2 separate regions of the Cyprinus carpio genome follow, and region 2 is linked to region 1. Evidence: chromatin contacts called from public Hi-C data. All regions are on one chromosome and are shown on one strand. The core of a region is the stretch at or near the end of the contact, and the rest is flanking DNA. Distances in the headings are between cores, read along the strand shown. Region 1 holds the start of LOC109065455 (interferon-related developmental regulator 1). Region 2 overlaps LOC109075084.

Evidence for each region. A called contact is a pair of places that touch in the nucleus more often than the background predicts.
Region 2: a Hi-C map of skeletal muscle shows a contact between it and region 1, with 3 times the contacts expected there. The contact joins the enhancer-like site here to the promoter of LOC109065455 in region 1. A contact is called at or near these places in 6 of 8 Hi-C or Micro-C datasets (liver and skeletal muscle).

What each region holds. Positions count from the first base shown.
Region 1 is chrB4:5,374,429-5,377,274 of ASM1834038v1, forward strand. LOC109065455 (interferon-related developmental regulator 1) reads left to right here and starts at 1,420. Exons shown (of 12, transcript XM_042722701.1): 1 at 1,420-1,639. The coding sequence starts at 1,609.
Region 2 is chrB4:5,496,624-5,499,469 of ASM1834038v1, forward strand. It overlaps LOC109075084, which reads right to left. Exons shown (of 4, transcript XM_019091052.2): 4 at 2,659-2,846. Among protein-coding and RNA genes, the nearest start is that of LOC109075084, 6.4 kb to the right of the region's middle. Within about 2 kb of position 1,363, at least 1 of the 8 cell types and tissues checked has an H3K27ac peak or open chromatin away from gene starts, as enhancers often do. A contact at or near this core is called in skeletal muscle, where this site is marked.

The sequences.
Region 1 (2,846 bases), core at 170-2,669:
CAATTCCCCTCTGAATTATGTTAACAAGGGCTTATAGGCATGTGCAGGACACGTGTGCAGCCAGCTGGTCAAAGTGTCAGCATTGCCCTGAGTCCACCTGTTGGACTGATAACCCCATGTGCAACAAAACAGCACAATGCTGCACACGTTGCACTTCTTTCATTCAGCAGTAAGTCTCACGGACTTTTTCCTGGACTGCGCCCAGCTGGTGGGAATCACCTCCCCGATCTCAATTCGAACATCTGAGTCTTTACTCATTTTTAAAAAAACATCTAAAGACTCATCTTTTTTGCCTGCACTTAACCAACTAATACTAGTATTTTTCTTTTTCATTCTTGTCTATCATATTCAAAAAAAAAAAAAAAAAAAAAAAAAAAACCCTGGCTACGTGTTCTGTACTAGACTAACTGAGACTTGTCATAGCACTTGTATACCGTTGTTGTTCTCTCGTTGATCTGATTGTTTCTACTGTTCTCATTTGTAAGTCGCTTGGGATAAAAGCGTCTGCTAAATGATTAAATGCAAATGTTAAAGATGTTGCACTTCTTTCATCCAGCAGTATTCATTTTCTTCATGATTTTTATCATGATTTTACCATAGACTTTGATCACATGCACTACAGAAATGTTATACAAGGGTGTTTCTTCAACTATGTGCACTTTTGGTCCTGTGCACATAGAAAAAATAGTTTTTTTACAACAGCAGAGTAAAGGCCTGCTCAAAATTTAGTGTAATCTCAAAATGCTTCTTAAAAGCCAGACTAAATTAATGCTCTTACCCACCTCAGCCACTTGCATCAGAGTAGTATACACTTGTAATTGCTGTGTAAATGCATTTATACCATCTTTGAACAGCAGTAAACAGTCTGTGTAAAGACACCTAAAAGCCATTTCAGAAGCGCTTCTGTGCCACCTTTGCAGTTTAAATTTAGGAAAAATTAATCCCCAAGATAAAATCGACGGATTATTTCTGATTTGTCTGATAAAGACGTACAATAATTGATATATATGCATTACAGATGATGTTTCATTCATGTCTGAAACGTAACAACTATAAATTAAGGACATTTTTTAATTATTACAAAGAAATTATGATGATAGGTTTCAAGTTCCAAGACAGTGTCAATGTTATCTTTATAGACATTTTAAGTTAAAATGTGTTGGTTTTAATAAACAAAAAAATACGTTATATGAAAGTAAATAATAATAGTAATACTGACGATAACACTGTGATCTGTGTGTAAACGTGCACTCATGGAACCCGCATGAGGACGTGACAGCAAAAACCAATACAAACCTGGAGGAAGTCCGTCATATGTGATGACGTCGGCCCATCGTGAAATGTGATTGGTCCTACTGTATCCAGGTCCACGTGAGGTAACGCCTTTTTAAGTACGTCATCATCGGTCGTATAAAAGCGCTTCGCGTTGACGGATCCCTAGTTTGAGAGGGAAAATGTATCGCTCGCGCTCAAAGTCTAACACCGGAATCGCTTTTAATACTTTCCTTTTCACTGTGCCACTGGAATATACTCAACTTAAAAGACATTATAGTAAAAACTGGTCGTGTATTGGTTGATTTTAGGCGCGGAACTACTAATTTAAGCAAAATGCCACGGACCAAGAAAAGGAGCGGCAGAGGTAAGTAGGATGGCGGGTCTGGAAATTACCGGTTGTTTTTTTGCGGCCTGATGCGCGATTTGTATTCTGGGATTTGTAGTTCTTTACACGCCGACCGTATAATGAAATTGGAAGAAGAGAACTACAACTCCCATTACTACATGACTCGCTTTGGTTGACAGCCAGGAGTGTCTTTCTTTTGACAAACAAAAGAATAAAACACCGTGTTAGTCATGGAAAGTAGAAAATGTACGTTGACTTTTCTAAATGTGGTGTTTGTTTTCAAGGGCATGTTATTTAGGTTTAAATATTACGGTCTATATAAACCGTTGGTAAGATTAATTAAACTGGTCAAATGACGAAAAGATTAACATTTAGAACAAACTAATAAGATTGTCATATAGCTTAGTATACTATGATTAATAACAAAACAACAATCAGCTTGGATCATTTAGATCGAAATTTGATGATTTAAGATTAATAAATGAATTATTGTATATTATATGAGATCGACTTTATGTGAAATGTCAAATAGGCAGAAGCTGCTATAATATTTTTTGTGTAAATTTTCAGCTGTCAGTATGTGTTTAAGGTTATTTCAGGCCATGCAGTCACACTAACCTGCTTCTATAACACAGGCCTGTTTGGGACCAAATCGAGCATAGGAAGAAGGAACCAGGAACACAAAGTTCAGATTTTTTAGCTGTAGACGTGTATAAATCAGTCTGTAGTGTGTTATTAAATGTTCTCAGGCCATCTGCTCGCTGGATTTGCACAGGCCTTTGAGAAGGAAAAGAGACTGCGTGTGCTGGCAGCCTGCTGTAGTCCTTCACACATCCCACATGTTGGTTTATCTGCATCTCTGCTGTACTGTTCTATATCTAGATGTATTTACTTTTGTCTGAGAAATCCCACAAAGTGGCTGTTTTGTTTGCTTAAGCTGTAAAGAAGAAGTTACTGCATCTTCTGACCTTGCCGGACAGTACGAGACACTTTGTACCTTTTGCAGTTTTTTGGGCTGATGAAACATGGCTGAATCTAATCCACACACTCATACAGACTTAATGATTCTATAAGCTCAAAGTTATGGACACCCATGTCTAATGACCGTCTGAAATTAGTTGGGAAATACAGTTCTCCGTATGTGTCATTACAGGGTTGGTCACCGTTTAAGGGTTCATAAAATGAGATCACTTTTTTTTGTTCTGTGAAAGTTCATTGAAAGTTC
Region 2 (2,846 bases), core at 113-2,612, 120 kb after region 1:
ATAGTGAATTTCCTCCAGACTGCTTTATTCCAGTTTGAGCGGTCAGGAGTAAAAGTGCTGTTGTTGCTCCATCTAGTGGCTGCAACCCTACTTTGTTAATAAAATATTTTAAATATAAAATAAAATACAAATAAAATAATAATAATTTGTACTTAAAAAATAAAATGCAAAATAAATAAATCATTTAATAAAGAACTAATTAAATACAAAAAAAGTACAAATAAATTGCAAAAAATAAAAAAATGAAAATACAAATACAATGCTAATATGAATAAAATACAAACAAATTATAAAATACAAAAAAATTAAGTACAATATGAAAATACTAATAAAAATTGAAAGTAAAATAAAACAAACTGATTAAAAATAAAGATGCTTCACAATGCCATAGAAGAACCTTTTTGTCTAAATGGTTGCGTAAAGAACCTTTAACATCTGAAGAACCTTTCTGTTTCACAAAAGGTTCTTTGTGGTGAAAGAAGGTTCTTCATATTATAAAAAAGGTAAGAAAGAGATGGTTCCTTAAAGAACCTTTGACTGAATGGTTCTTTGTGGAACCAAAAATGGTTTTTCTAATCTATGGCATCACTGTATCTTAAGAACCTTTTAAGCACATTTATTTTTAAGAGTGCACAGATAAAATACAAAAATAGAGTATAAATAATACAAATAAAAAAAGTGAAAATCTTAATAATAATATAATATTGCTTTCAGTGATTTAGATTGAAATTAACTTTAATTTTGATAAGTGTTTGTTTGTCATGAAGTTGACACAAAATTTGACATTATATGCAGATTGGTGAAGCTCAGCAACTTTTAGATTCAGCTTTAAGACGCCTGTACTTTCAGAAAGAAAGAAAGAGAAAAAGGAAAGGATGCCAGCACGTAACACATAATTAACTGCAAAGCATGCATGCATGAAACATCTGAGGTATTCACACCTCTGAAAAAATCCCTCATGTGATCATAGCGACATTTATCTCGTGGCCTACGTGTCTTTCATCTGTGAGTGGGGTTTGGGAATATCTTGTTCCTCCTGAGTCACTTTAATAACAAACCGTGCTGAGCTCAATGGAAATGTACAGGAAAGACCCAGTGAACCTGTTTGTTATGAAGTTGATCAGCGCAAACTGCATTTTAAAGCCACAAATGGTGCAAATTCTTCATTTGGTTTTGTTATGAATAACTGGAATATTTGTTTGGGGTGACTATTATTTATTAACTTGAGTTGTTTTTAGTGGTCAGTTTATACATTTTTTTCTACTGCAAACCAGTATAAAATACCATGTGTGAATGCTTAGATCATCTGCAAACAGCTAAACACTGTATGCAATCTAAATACATGAAACAGAAGGACCGCACATAAATGTGCATTTTATGACATTTTTAACTATAGATAAGTTTAAAAACACATTTGAGAAGTTTAGATGCCCTTTGAATGACCTTAGATGGTAATACAGTATAATTTTTCTTCTCTTTCAGTCACCAAACCAGCATAAACCAGCATACATTTTTTCCATCAGCAGTGTAAACTTATATAATAAAACACATATTCATTGAGTTCACTAAGTATTTTAGCCCTATTCAGTCTTATATCTTATGTGTGAATAAATAAGTATATAATTCTTAGCTTCCTCCTTATAGGGATTTTAGTGCTCTTAAGAATAGTTACATAAATGTTGAACAGAGGTATTAAGAACAGTAAAACATGAATGTGTGCTCTTTCAGTACAGATGAGCAGCTCGAGCTGGACGTGAGGTCAGCAGCTAGACACCGAAAGGTCAGAGTCATAGTAGACTGGATCATATGACTACAGCAACACACACACAACATCTCTATTACACACTCACATATAAACAGAGATCATGCATTTGCCCACAACTAAAACAAGCACAGGCAAAGACCAGCACACTGGCAAATTCAATAAACACTGTCGTATTTCATCTCAAAATTATGCGTCTGTCTCACTAAATACCCATAATCCAGTTCAACGAGGCGTAAAAAAATCGTGCCATTCTTTTGAGCCCAAGCACCCCATGTTTCTATGTAAATTAGGCTCATTATAGATTGCACCGTATTCACATATGGACTACTTTTATGATACTTTATGATGTTTTTATGGCATTTTAAAGCTTGAGTCTCCATTTGTTGTAATTGCATGGAGAAGAAAACTCATTTTGTGTTTCACCAGACATGACTGTGAGTAAATGAGGGGAATTTTCACTTGTGCATAAACAGTTTTTAAGGCTTTTAGGTATGAATAACTTAGAGTTATGTTCACAGATCAGAAGGTCGAGAAACCCTGTCCTTTTTCCAGCCCTCGTATCTCTCCCTTTCTCTTTTGGGAACAGAGACATGATGGGATTGGCAGTAAATGTCACGTCAGTCACACACATCCCCAAAGAGACATGAAATGCAGCTGTGTCCTCAGTGCATTCAATGTGCCTTTGTATGAACCCAGTAAAACATTACATAAAGGTACAGTACCAGTCAAAGGTTTGGACTGAATATTGTTCCTTGTGACACTTTTTAATACTAAGGCTCATGAAGAAATTATTTTGTATACATTCATAATTAAACTTATTTGTTTGCTAAAAAGGTCACACTTTATTTTAAGTTCCAGTTATTGCTCAGTTTATTATTAAATTAAAAGACTCCTGTTTTAAATGGGATTTTTAATGGGAACACAATTGAAGAAACAAACAAACAAAAATGCCTCTTAAATCTAATTTTGTCAAATGATTTTGGGCCCATAGAATCACTTCGTGTCACTTTTCGTTTCGGCTCAATAAACTCCTAATTTGCTGCTTATTAATAGTTAGTAAGGTAGTCAAGTGTAGGTATTG